Regions from separate parts of the Sus scrofa genome. Here region 1 is linked to region 2. A link is a contact called in public HiChIP or PLAC-seq data. All regions are on one chromosome and are shown on one strand. The core of a region is the stretch at or near the end of the contact, and the rest is flanking DNA. Distances in the headings are between cores, read along the strand shown.

The links. HiChIP or PLAC-seq counts read pairs in DNA pulled down with a chosen protein or histone mark.
Region 1: a contact with region 2 is called in an H3K27ac HiChIP or PLAC-seq map of skeletal muscle, with 4 times the contacts expected there. The contact joins two enhancer-like sites. A contact is called at or near these places in 2 of 47 Hi-C or Micro-C datasets (embryonic fibroblasts and skeletal muscle) and 1 of 2 datasets of contacts at active chromatin or transcription factors (skeletal muscle).

What each region holds. Positions count from the first base shown.
Region 1 is chr1:242,779,732-242,786,141 of Sscrofa11.1, forward strand. The region is part of intron 1 of PLPPR1 (phospholipid phosphatase-related protein type 1); the gene reads left to right. Among named protein-coding and RNA genes, the nearest start is that of PLPPR1, 100 kb to the left of the region's middle. Within about 2 kb of position 1,795, at least 1 of the 83 cell types and tissues checked has an H3K27ac peak or open chromatin away from gene starts, as enhancers often do. A contact at or near this core is called in skeletal muscle, where this site is marked.
Region 2 is chr1:242,331,085-242,337,640 of Sscrofa11.1, forward strand. No RefSeq gene overlaps it. Among named protein-coding and RNA genes, the nearest start is that of CAVIN4, 24 kb to the left of the region's middle. Within about 2 kb of position 1,582, at least 10 of the 83 cell types and tissues checked have an H3K27ac peak or open chromatin away from gene starts, as enhancers often do. A contact at or near this core is called in skeletal muscle, where this site is marked.

The DNA.
Region 1 (6,410 bases), core at 545-3,044, 450 kb after region 2:
TCAATAATACCATCTACTTGATTGAGTAGCAGTGAGAATTAAGTGAGATGATGCTTACAAGGCATTGAGAACATAGAACTGGCACATTGAAAATGTTCAGATATTTGGAGTTTCCATGGTGGCTCAGCAGATTAAGAACTGAACATAGTGTCCATGAGGATGTGGGTTCAATCCCTGGCCTCTCTCAGTGGGTTAAGAATCCTGTATTGGCGCAAGCTTCAGCATAGGTCATAGATGTGGCTCATATCCAGTATAGCTGCTGTGACATAGGCCTGCAGCTGCAGCTCTGACTGAGCCCCTAGCCGGGAAACTTCCATATTCTGCAGGCATGGCCATAAAAAGAAAAAAAAAATGCAAAGATTTGAACTACTAATATTCAAGAATAGTCAAGGAAATCGCACAATGTAAACAACTAAAGTTTAGGTTTGGAGTTCTAGGAAATGTGCAGGAGTTTTCTTCTAGTGGATGAAAATGAGGTTGGTATCAAATCATAGTTTCTACTTGTGTCAAGTTAAATAGACTCCAAATCTGTATTAATGTACCATAAATAATAGAGCAGTTTAAGAAGTAAGGAATTTAACAGATGATTAAATCTCTATGACAAGCCTAGGTCATAGAAAATAATTTGAGGAGAGCATCAGATAATATAGTGCTAAGTGATATGGTCTGTAAGAAAAGAAATTCTGCAAAGAATGTCAGGTATCAGAGCAGCTGGGGATAACGTATGGAGAGTATAGTAAATGACTAAGAGTTTGGAAGGGAGTAGGGATGGATTTAAGCTGTAGTTCAAGAGAAGAGCAAAAGCAAAGGGGAAGTGGTGGGGCTGGGCGTGGTGTTTGTAGACAGGAGAAGCAGAGGAGAGAAAAACCCCAGAGGGTGTCTGAGCTGATATTGAGAACTGGGTTTGGCCTTCCGTACAACAAGATCACTTAGGAGTCAAGTTTGTGACCTAACCACTCCCCTCATTTTATAGATGAGGCGACAGAGGTGTAAAGAACACCAAGCCCTGCTTATTAATTGAAGTCAACCCTGACTTCTTGGCTAGTGAACTTACAGCTGCATCGCTCCATGGGGTCAGCCTACAGGGATCCTTAAAATGAATGAAAAATTCCCTAGATGTATTTCCCTAGGAGCAAGTACTAATTGATGGTCACCCAAACGAGGGCTTCATCAGTTCCCACTTGGAACACTCATCCTAAATAGGTGATTTGATAATGGGAACATCTGAACATCTTTCCACTGTATCCCACCACGTTTATTTACTTCCTACGATTTCAAACCCATGTCGGAAGAATTGCCTCATTTCCATCTGCCAGGCTTATTGACCCAGGTTTTTTTCCTCTATGGAGTGTGTTTCTTTTTCTCTGGCTTATACGACCCTCCTCAAGGTCAATGAAATGTTATCCTCTACCTAAATGGAGCCTGCAGGATGGCTCTGCCTGGTGCTCCCTGAGAGCTGCTGATCTGGAGTTTATATTCTGTCGGCTTGTGTTCCTGAATCAGGTAGGTTATTAGATGAGGAAGATGTTTTCCTCCTCCTCTGAGTCACCTCTGGCTTAGAGGTTGCAGGTCCTCCTCTGCGGGGGTCCTTTCTTGAGGAAAGCATCAAGGGACACCTGCATCCTAAGGGAGATCCTTAGGATCCTTGCCATTACAGTCTGGTGCAGTTGTTTTCATCTTCCCACTTAGCAGTTTTCCCCTCCTGCCAGGTTCTCTTGGCAGGTTCTCCATGAAGAAAGAAGCAGCAGGGGAGTCTGGTCAGGCCTGTATATCAACACAGCTGTGGCTTGTGGCTTATTTCAGACGGCTGTGCTGGGAAGAGGAGGCAGGCCAGAAACTGCAGATAAAATACCAAAGTAGATAGTATGTGCTGTGACTGAGGAGGTAGGGAATTAGAGAAATTTCTCTGCTACTTTTTAATCAGCTTCAGTTCTTCTCACTCACCTCTAAGTGGGTGTAAATTACTTCAGCTTTTCGCACCCTCACATCCTCCTCTTCCCCTTACCTCTAGGGGCCTTTCACAGCCCCTAGTGGCAGGTGAATCAGAGTCAGTGGGGGAATAATTACTCTCTCTTCTACCTTCACCATTTATCACCAGCCCACTTCCCTTTAAGACACGAGATACCGCTTGCATGTTGCCAAGTACCCGGAAAGCCCTGAAAAAACATCACGTTTATAGAAATAGCTTATACTGTCAGCATTGGAGTTGAGAAAATAAGTGCAGGTATGTTCATCAAATCAGAGACCGATCTCAGTGGATCTGTTAAAACTGGGAGCAAAAATAGACTTCTGGGTTCTCCTTTGCTGATCCTATTTGATGCCATTAAATACATGCTTCGCATGACAATGTTCTCTTTTCTCCTGATATTACGCTGTTTTTATTGCTTTGTGAAGGTTCCAATTTCTTTACATTTACTTGTTGCTATTGAATCTTTCACCAATAAATCCCCTCCTCCTCATTCAATTTTCGGTCGGCTAGGTGTATGTCTTTCTTGATGAATTGCATTTATTCTGTTACATTTGCTTCTAAGAGCTTTATATACTTTTATGTGTGAAAGTGGGTTGTGTGGTTATTTTTATAAGTCATAATTCAGTGGTGAGGACTTGAATATGGTTACTGGGTTTCTTAGTGATAGTGCCTGGCTCTCTTCACAGCACCTGTTCCCTTGAGGCCTTAATGGCAGTCTGAGAGGTGACATTCTTTGGCAGACTGCGTGTCAGACAGGATGGAGGAGCATTCTGCACATTGCACTTGGGAAATACATAGAGACAAGAGAGGAAGCAACTAGCCAGGAGAGGCATAATGGTGGTTTAAACAAGCTGTTGGAAGGACTTCCTGGTGAGAGAAGTCAGGAGAAAAGAGGAGCACAAGCCAGAAGGAATGGAAGTTGGAGGAATAAGAAATAAAAATTACTTGGACAGAAATAGATGGGAGATGATTAAAGGAAAATAGAATTTACTCAATGACACTCTGCCTTGGTTCCTTTCAGAAGGTGTCAGTTCCTCTGGGTGGAAGTAGGCCTGCATTTGGGGTGCATGTCTTGCTGAGCAGAGAGTAAGCTGTATTTCAGCACCATTTGCCTCCTTGATTCAGTGCCTTTGGAAACAACCTAAATGTCCATCAATAGATGAATGGATTAAGAAGATGTGGTACGTATACATAATGGAATACTACTTGACCATTAAAAAACCAGAATAAAAACTGTAATTGCAATGTATACATCTAAGGATAACCTGACCCCCTTGCTGTACAGTGGGAAAATAAAATAGAAAAAAAAAACAAAACACCAGAATAATGCCACTTGCAGCAACATGGACGGAACTAGAGTCTCTCGTACTAAGTGAAGTAAGTCAGAAAGATAAATACCATATGATATCACTTATATCTGAAATCTTTTTTTATTTCCTTATATATATGTACTTTTTCTCCTGCACAGCATGGTGACCCAGTTACACATAGATGTACACATTCTTTTTTATCACATTACGTGTTCCATCATAAGTGACTAGACAGAGTTCCCAGTGCTACACAGCAGGATCCCATTGCTAATCCATCCCAAAGGCAACATTCTGCATCTATTTACTCCAAGCTCCCAGTCCCTCCCAGTCCCTCTCCTTCCCTCCTGGCAACCACAAGTCTATTCTCCAATCTAGTATATGGAACAAATGACCTATCTACAGAAAAGAAACAAACTCATGGACATGGAGAACAGACATGTAGTTGCTGAGGGGGAGAGGGAGGGAGTGGGATGGACTGGGAGTTTGGAGTTAGTAGATTCAAACTATTGCATTTGGAGTGGATAAGCAATGAGATCCTGCTGTATAGCACAGGGAACTATATCTAATCACTTGTGATGGGATATGATGGAAGATAATGTGAGAAAAAATGTATGTATAACTGGATCACTTTGCCATATAGCAGAAATTGACAGATCATTGTAAATCAAATATAATAGAAAAAATAAAAATCTCAAAAAAAGAGAAATGTTTTAGTTGGTAAATAGCTGCAAGCATACTTGTGAAGACCGACTTCTCTCCCGTCATCATGTTTTCAGTGATGACAATTTCTTGGGGTGCCAGTTGATTATTTTTTCTCCTTTAAACCTACCCCTCATTAGCTCTGGCAGTGTGTGTTCTCAAAGGTCTCACAGCATGAGAGTCATTGATACTGGCCTCTTTCCAAGGATGTAGAGGAGCAGCCAGAAGTGACTAATATCCCACACTGTGGTAAACACAGTTCTGTCTTTATCCCCGAAGGCCTCATGGTATAGCAATCAATATGGCAATGGGTAGGAGCTTTTTCTCTGTTTGTTGTGAAATCTATATTTATTCACTTCTCCGAAGTAGGAAAAGTTAATATTTAGAAAACATTAAATAGTTGTAATGAATTCTAATAAAAATAAAGTTGCCGGAGTGTCCCCCCCAACATGAAAAGCAGATGACTGTGTACCAGCAATAGAATAGCCCAGATGTGGGCCTAGTTTACAGAGGGAGTTCTGGTCCTCCCAAAACCCATTACAGAGAGTCTGGAAAACATGAAGTAAAGATGAATACATAGGTGCTGATTCTAGCTCTGCCACTTGCTAGCTTCATTGTCCTGGGCGAAGTCTTATTTTCTCTGAGCCTTGGCCTTCTCTGTCATCAGAGGGTGAGAATTCCAGTTTGACAGGAACTTTGTAAGGACTAAAGGAGTCCACAGATGGAGCAGAGCTAGCAGAGGGCCAGGTGCTAATGTGAGTTCCCTGAAGATGGGTCCTGTCTCCTTCAGGGTTGACAGTACAGCGAGGGTTGACAGATGGAGGAGGTGACTGCAGAGTAAAGTCAATGCGTTGTGTTCACAGTAGAAGTGGCATTGTTACATTAATTTTGGTAGGTGTAGGAATATAAAATAAAGATTATAATTCTAGTTGGTTAATAAAATGGCCCGTTTGAAGTAGAAGATACAAATGGGTGTGGGGCCTGAGTCAAGGGCTGAGGGCCTGGCATCTAGATCCAGATCAGATTGAGCTGAAGAGTTTTCCATGCCCTGTGCCTCAGCTTCTCCCCTCACAAGTGCAATGATCATCTATTACACATTTGCTGCTTCATAGAAAGAATGAGGCAAGGCTTGTGAGACTGTGGTATCCTTTAGTGAGAGGGATAATGTGAGTTTGGAGTTATGTGTCATTGCCTCCTCCTTTTGTTACCTACAGGCTAAGACTTGTAAACATTCTCGTAAAAATTACTTTTGTGGAACAGGTTTGGCTTTTCATAGAGACCAAAAAAAAAAAAAAAGTTAATAAGTAGGAAAAAATAGATTCCCTATATGGACTGTACCAAGTTTGTTTCATTCACTCAGGTGTTTGAGGTCTACTCTATGCCAGCATCTTCACTGAGTACTGCACATAGAAGGAACAGGCATTTGAAATGCCAGCAGGAATAAAATAGGACTGACACTGTCAGGGGAGAAATTGTTAGGTGTGTAAAATATTCTTTGCATTTAAAAGTGTTTAAAAGGCAGGAGAAGGGTACTTTGTGTATTATACAGAATAGCCTCTCTCTCCAGGGACTTCCCCCTATTTAAATAGCTCTCTATCCTCATGTGTTGTAGGATAAATAGCTTCTTCTAGAGGGTACAACATGACAGCTGTTTAATGACATATGACATAACAGAAGACACCAACGAGACTGTCATACCCCTTAGAGACAGTGAGGGAGAATGGGGGGAGGTCACAAGACAGCAGCCAGTTACCTACAGTGGAACTTGGCCCGTACGTTGTAGGGGGATTGCTTTGGTGGACTGTTTAATGAGATGTACTGAACCTCTACAATTGGCTATGTATGTCCTCCGGCTAGACAGATAGGAAGAATAACATGGTACTAGGATGAGAGACTAAAATAAGCAGCAAAACAAGACCTGGGCAGATGTGAGAAAAAGGTGGAGAGCGTGTTCCACCAGTGAGTGACCTTGGGGTCTGTCAGTAGGTAACACTCTCCTTAGAGGTGTCACAGCGACGATATGTGACAGGAAACCCATGAGAAATGTTCCAAAAATGAAGTTTGTCATTCTGGAAGGAAATGACACTCTTCTATCCCTGTTTCACAGGGAATAGGAATTCTTAGAATAGAAATTAAGCATTAATTTTCAACCACAAAGGATATGTGTTCTGTTAGACATTGGGAGGAGAGATGAGTCTCCGAGGAGAACCCATGAGAATCTCCTCTGGCAACAGGGAAGATTCTAGTCTGTGAACGCATTAGCTCTTCTGTCTCATGCTATTTAATCGTTAGCATCATAAACTCTTAGGCACTAAGGGGGTTGATGTAACAAATATAGCCATAATTTTCTGCTCATCTATTTTCTGTCTCTCACTGGGGAATAATCCTTTTGTGTGAATTACCTTATTTAAATCTCATGAGGTAGATGTTAT
Region 2 (6,556 bases), core at 332-2,831:
CCCAGGCTAGGAGGAGAATTGGAGCTTCAGCTGCTGGGCTACTCCACAGCCATAGCAATGCCAAATCTGAGCTCATGGGGCAATGCTGGATCCTTAACCCACTGAGCGGGACCAAGGATCAAACCTGTGTCCTCATGGATACTGGTTGGGTTCATTACCACTAAGCCACAATGGGAACTCCAAAAACTTTATGGAAATAAAAGAGCTTGCTTAACTCTATCTCAGGAAACAAGGCTATTCCTAGATTCAGACTTGTCTAAATCCTAGTTCTGCTAAACAAGCAGAGATCAATACTAAGTAATTCTTTCTCAGTGCTCTTTTTATAAGTGCCATTGTATTGAGAATGCATTGTATTGCTGTTGTATTGAGAGAGCTGAAATCAAAGGGGTGCCAAGAGAGGGGAAATGTGCTTTCCCCGTTGACAATTTCAGGCATAACCTATAACTTAGCCACTCTTAGATAATAAGTCCTTGAATCACTTTCAGACCCAAGAGTAGCTTTCTTTGAGTAATTATAATTCCAGTCCATTGTCATAATGATCTAACAACTTTCTTTTATCCATTTGACATCTTTCCTTTCCTTTCAGACCTGGTTAAAAATGATCAAACCACACAGAAGTGTTCACTTAAAAATCACTGCCCCATCCCCTCCCTATCCTCAGTCCTGCTGCCCAGAGGGAGCAGTTAAATACTGTTGTTTATTTTTATGTTTAATAGATTTTAGTTACTTCAACCCTGGCTTCTCAGTTGGTACTAAAATTCCACTACTTGGTGATGCTAATGTTTTGGAAAAATGAGGGGGCTGACTCTTTACAGATAAGCTGTGACCCTTTACCTTCTGCATCTGGACCCTTTCCCGCTGATGATCTTGAGACAGTGGGTAAGTTGAAGGTCTTTGTGAAGGACCAGAAAGCCAGGCTTGCTGGCTGTTAAAAAAAGAAAAAAAAAAAGAAGAAAAACAATGATTCATTTAAAAGCTTTTTAAAAATGAGAGTGATGGTTTGTCACAAGTCATGCTCACTTTACCTTAGTAACTTTTTTTTTTTTTTTTTTGTCTTTTGCCATTTGTTGGGCCGCTCCTGCAGCATATGGAGGTTCCCAGGCTAGGGGTCTAATCGGAGCTGTAGCCACCGGCCTACGCCAGAGCCACAGCAACACTAGATTTGAGCCGTGTCTGTGACCTACACCACAGCTCAGGCCAACGCTGGATCCTTAACCCACTGAGCAAGGCCAGGGATGGAACCCGCAACCTCATGGTTCCTAGTCGGATTCGTTAACCACTGCGCCACGACGGGAACTCCCTTAGTAACTTTTGAGACCCCAAGGCCTGTTCTTGCAAGTCCAGCTGTGGTAGTATTTGCATGGATTGGGTGCAGCTTTGATCGTACTTGATGTGTTTGTGTAAGCCTGGCAAGTCTGTCTCTTGGGAACAATACTACTCCTATGCCTTTGTTTACAAAGAATTAGTTCAGTATGGCTGATGCTGCCAGTCTCTCGTCCTGCTGGGACCCGTGACAGCTGAGCCTCTTCGCTCTCTTAGCCACACCTTCTGAGGCCTCTCTTCTGCAAGCCCAGTGCGCACAGGGGCCTAAACCAGGCTATTTGGTATCTTTCCTGTTAGCCCATGCAGGACTCCCAAGTGTATTTTGTCCAGCACCTTGTAGGTTATTATCACTTTCTCTTCTTTCTCCTGGACTACTTAAGTACCTCCTAACTGGTTTGTTTGCTCCTCTTCTAGAAGGCTCACCACATGGAGGCCAGTGTGTGCTGGTTATCAATTTATGGCCTCTCAGCTTCAAGTCCCCTGTGCATTGCCTGCTTTGCTGTGTCCTTCTGCTATTTTTCCTTTGTTGGCTGGCAGGATGCTAAGCGGTCGGTAGAGGGCACTGGAGAGACACTGGAGGAGGAGGAAGTTTTCCTCAGTTGGAGAGTCCTGACCTCTGCACGTTGCTGCTGTGTGCATTGCTGCTCTGGCCCCAGGTTCCTGAGTGTAGTGCACTGGCCCACAGCACCCAACAGCCAGAAACTTCTCCTGGTGTCCTCTTTGGGCAGTTTCATAGGGGAGTGCCTCCAGAGAGTTCCTGACCTTTGAACAGCTTCCTCTGGTCCCTATGCAGCTCCGCAGCTTCTCTGCCATCTAGGCCCCACTGAGGTTTCCTCTCCAACGAGGTCTGGGGAGTGGCTGATCATTGTAGAATTTTTTAGAATTCTGTTTATGTGTTACAGGCCAGTCTCTCGTTACTTCAACTTCCTGTTAAACCGTTATTTATTTATTTATTTATTTTGCTTTTTAGGGTGGCATGTGGAGGTTCCCAGGCTGGGGTAAATTGGAGCTACAGCTGCCAGCCTACACCACAGCCACAGCAATGCAGGATCCAAGCCATGTCTGCGACCTACATCACAGCTTATGGCAGTGCCGGATCCTTAACCGATTGAGTGAGGCCAGGGATCAAACCTGCAACCTCATGGTTACTAGTCGGATTCGTTTCCCACTGCACCACAATGGGAACTCCCTTTAGTAATTCTTGATAGTAAACTTTCCCTGTTCAAATTGCTGTAAAATTTCTGTCTCTGGATTGGACCCAGACTAATATCTAGTGCAATATTTGTGAAATGTAACTCTGATTTTGTCATGCTTCTTTGTTTAAAATCATTTTATGATTTGACTCTGCTTAGAGAATCAAGAAAACCCTCTGATATGCATGGTTTCTGAGGCCCTGCCTAAGCTGGCCCCTCTTTACCTCCCTGGTCTTATCTTGGACCAGAGTACCCCTTGCTTTCCTCCTGCTGCAGAGTTTTTACAGGCACTCTTTCCTTTATCTGAAATCATCTTCCCTCACTTTTTCACCCAGTAAATCCTTATTTTCAAGCCTCAAGTTTTTTTTATTTTATTTTTTAAGGCCACACCTGTGGTGTATGGAAATTCCCAGGCCAGGAGTCAAATCAGAGCTGCACCTGTGCCACAGCCACAGCAACACTGGATACAAGCTACATCTGTGAACTACACTGCAGCTTGTGGCAATGCTGGATCCTAAACCCACTGAGCGAGGCCAGCAATTGAAGCTACATCCTCATGGATACTAATTGGGTTCTTAACCCACTGGGCCGTGATGGGAACTCGAGCCTCAGTTTAATCATCTCATCCTCAGGGAAACTTTTTCCACTTTTCCTGCCTTGGTGAAGTTCTTTTATTTACTTCCAGAGCACTTATGTAAAGCTCCTTCAGACCATTTTTTTAAGGGTTGTAATTTTACCTGCATTTGTGTGATTTTGAAAATTAATATCTGTCTCCTCTCTTATAGATTGCAAGCTTCTTGAGGGCAAGGGACTGAGGGGTTTTTGGCTCCCTCTATAGCCTCATATCTAGCACATGTTCTAGAGTGACCATTATGAAGCAGGCAGGCATGCCACCAACTTGTACTCATCTTTTTTTTTTTTTTAATTGAAGTATATGAAGTAACTAATGTGTTAGTTTCTAGTGTACAGCAAAGTGGTGATTCAGTTATATGTGTATACATATATATGTATGTGCATGTATACATATATGTTCTTTTTCAGATTCTTTTCCAGAACCTGAGCTAAAGGAAACTATATACAGTATCTTGTTGCCCTTGTCTTGGTCCAAGTTTTTCCCTTTCATACTCTGGTTTGCCACACGATGGCAGCCTAAGAAACTCTGGCACTAGATATCCTGTGAGAAAGACATGGGGCTTCAGGTTAAAAAGCCTTTTTCTCTGAGCCAGAAGAGGATCCTTTTGAGGTGAGATTAAATCACATATTACAGAAAATTTCTATGAAAATGTCCTCCATATCCTCACTTCTTCACTGACTCTGAGGCACAATCTGGAATACTAATAAGCAAGACAGAAGGGGGAGTTTCATCCACTTCTCTGAGGGGCTACTGCACTATTTAGAAAACAGTTCTAGGGAGAACACAAGAACCCTAAGCTCTGATTCATGGAATCAGGGACATGGTGGAAAATAGGGATGGGGTGGGGACAGCTGGGTATTTATCGCTCTCCCCTCCTTATGCTTAGGCATAAACATTTTGACAAGCCTTTTTTTGTTGAAAAAACTCTGTAATTATACTATTGAAGGATACTTAAAAAAAAAGTGGAATCATGATTCTCATACAAATATAAAATGAAATGTGTATCAAGATTTTATTTAACTCATTAGTTAATGAGAAAATCAGTAAGATATTACAATGGTTCAAAGGAAAATTCAAAGAACCACACATTATCTAGGCAAATAAGGAATGAATTTACAAACAGATGAAAAAAATGTCTATTCGTGAGGCAGTGATTATATGCAGCTAGACACAATTTACACTTTTATGGGCAGGGATAATTTACATTTTCTCCCATTTTCTATACCTTATACAGAGTTGTAAAATAGCTCATTCACAGTGAAAGGTTGATATAACTTGGAAGGGTACTCAATTTTCAAGAATATGCCAAAGTTAAGAGAAAAGTGTAATGAATGCTTATGTCTCACCACCAGCCTTAACAGCCATTAATCTTTTTGTTAGTAACATTTCATTGATTTTATCCCTTTTCTGGAGTATTGTAAAGCAAATCCTAGATACGATACCACAGCTCTGGTCCACAGCTCTAATTGATAAAGACTTTAAAATATATATCTATTATATTTATGTAACATATATGTTATATTTATATACCACATGGCACTATCACACCTAAAAAAAAATCCCCATATCATCTAATTCACAGTCCTTATTCAAATTTCCCTACTTGTCTTAAAAATGTCTATTTATTTACAAGTATTGGTCAAATGAGGACCAGATAAGCTTATACGGGTAGGAGAGTCCTTCTTTTTTTCCTTTTTCTCCTATTCCAGCTTCTCCTCCTTCCTCACTTTCTCTTTTTTTCTTTTTGGGCCACCCTGCAGCATACAGAGTTCCTGGGCCAGGAATCAGATTTGAGCCTCATTTGCTGCCTACACTGCAGCTGTGGCAACACCAAATCCTTTAACCTACTGTGTGGATGAGGGATTGAACCTGTGTCTTGATGCTACAGAGATACTGCCTATCCTCTTGTGCCACAGCAGGAACTCCCTTTGCTTTCTCTTTTGAAATACAACTTTTACCATTTATTTAGAAGTCTGCACACAGGAAAAAGTGAAGGGAGCCACCATAGTCAAAACCTAGTTGTCTTAAATCATGAGTTTTCCAGGTTACCTTTAATTCATGATCCCTGCCACCTCCATCCTTTCCAGAAGTTGTTTTAGGATTCACTGAGGAGGGAATCTTTGTACTCATAAGAATGATTATATAGCATACATTCAAAAAATGCTTTTAGCTGACTGTGAAAATGGGGAAAAAATGACAAACAGGATGAAGTATATATTTGAATGGAATACAAATATACCTTTTGAAAAATAAGGGAAGTCATAGTAAACAAGATTAAATATACATCAAAGGAAATTCAGACATATATTTGAAAAGAAGTCACAATATTCCTATGGTTTATAATTTTTAAGATAAGAGCTTTAAAACTCTTTCACTTATGGCCATACTGATTATCTCCTCATTTTTTCCCTGTAAGATCCACTCTGCATACTAATAGTTATATATTTGTTGGGCTATAATTACAGTCAGAGACACTTCAGGAGGTTATGATGCTTTAACTGTTCTCCCACATTGATTCTGATCACTGCTTTCTGCCATTTCTACCTCACAGCCAAAGTGATTTTTTTCTTTTTAGGGTAAGTGATCTAATCACTTCTCATTAGTGGTTTCCCATTGAAGAATAAAACCAACATTTTTTAGCTTGGCTTTTAAGGTCTTGGATGGTCTATTCCCTGCCTGTTTCCCATACTTTATTTTGGACCATTCTCCTTTTCGTTCTTTTGCTTCAGGCACAATGTTCTCTCAGTTTCTACACAATGTCATGATCCCTCCTGCTACAAGCCTTTGCCCAGGCCATATTTTCTGAGCAGAATACTCTCTCCATCACCTTCCGTCTGAGTTGGGTATCTTGTTTTGGTAAGAGAAACATGTTCTTGCCAATCCCAGTTTGTGGTTGTTAATTCATTAATGTGACATTTGGTTACATCTCTATTCCCCGTTAAAGTTGTGCATTATACTACTTCTATGAATGGTGGCCTTTCCCTGCTAGAACACAAACTTCCAGAAAGTCAGGACAGTGTCTTTATTCATGTACCGCTTTATACCCAGTACATAGAAGAACTCAATATACATTCGCTGATTGAATAAATGAATAGCTACCAAAGATGTCTCTTATTCAGTTTCATTTCTATAGCTGAAAAGAATCAAAGTTTCTAAAGTTTCTTTGACTCATTTATATATATAATCTGCTCTTGTTATCTGATGGTAGTTTCTTCTATAGGGGGGCCTGGAACACTGAATAACTGAGAACTGCACAGTTGCTCCTAAGGGAAGTATAGGGTTAGATTCCTGAGAGCCTCTGGTCACAATATTTTTGTCAGTTGATCAATATATAACATTATGTTATGGGTGTTTCTATTTAAAGACACTTTATTTAATATCATTGTTGATTTACTAATATTGAACT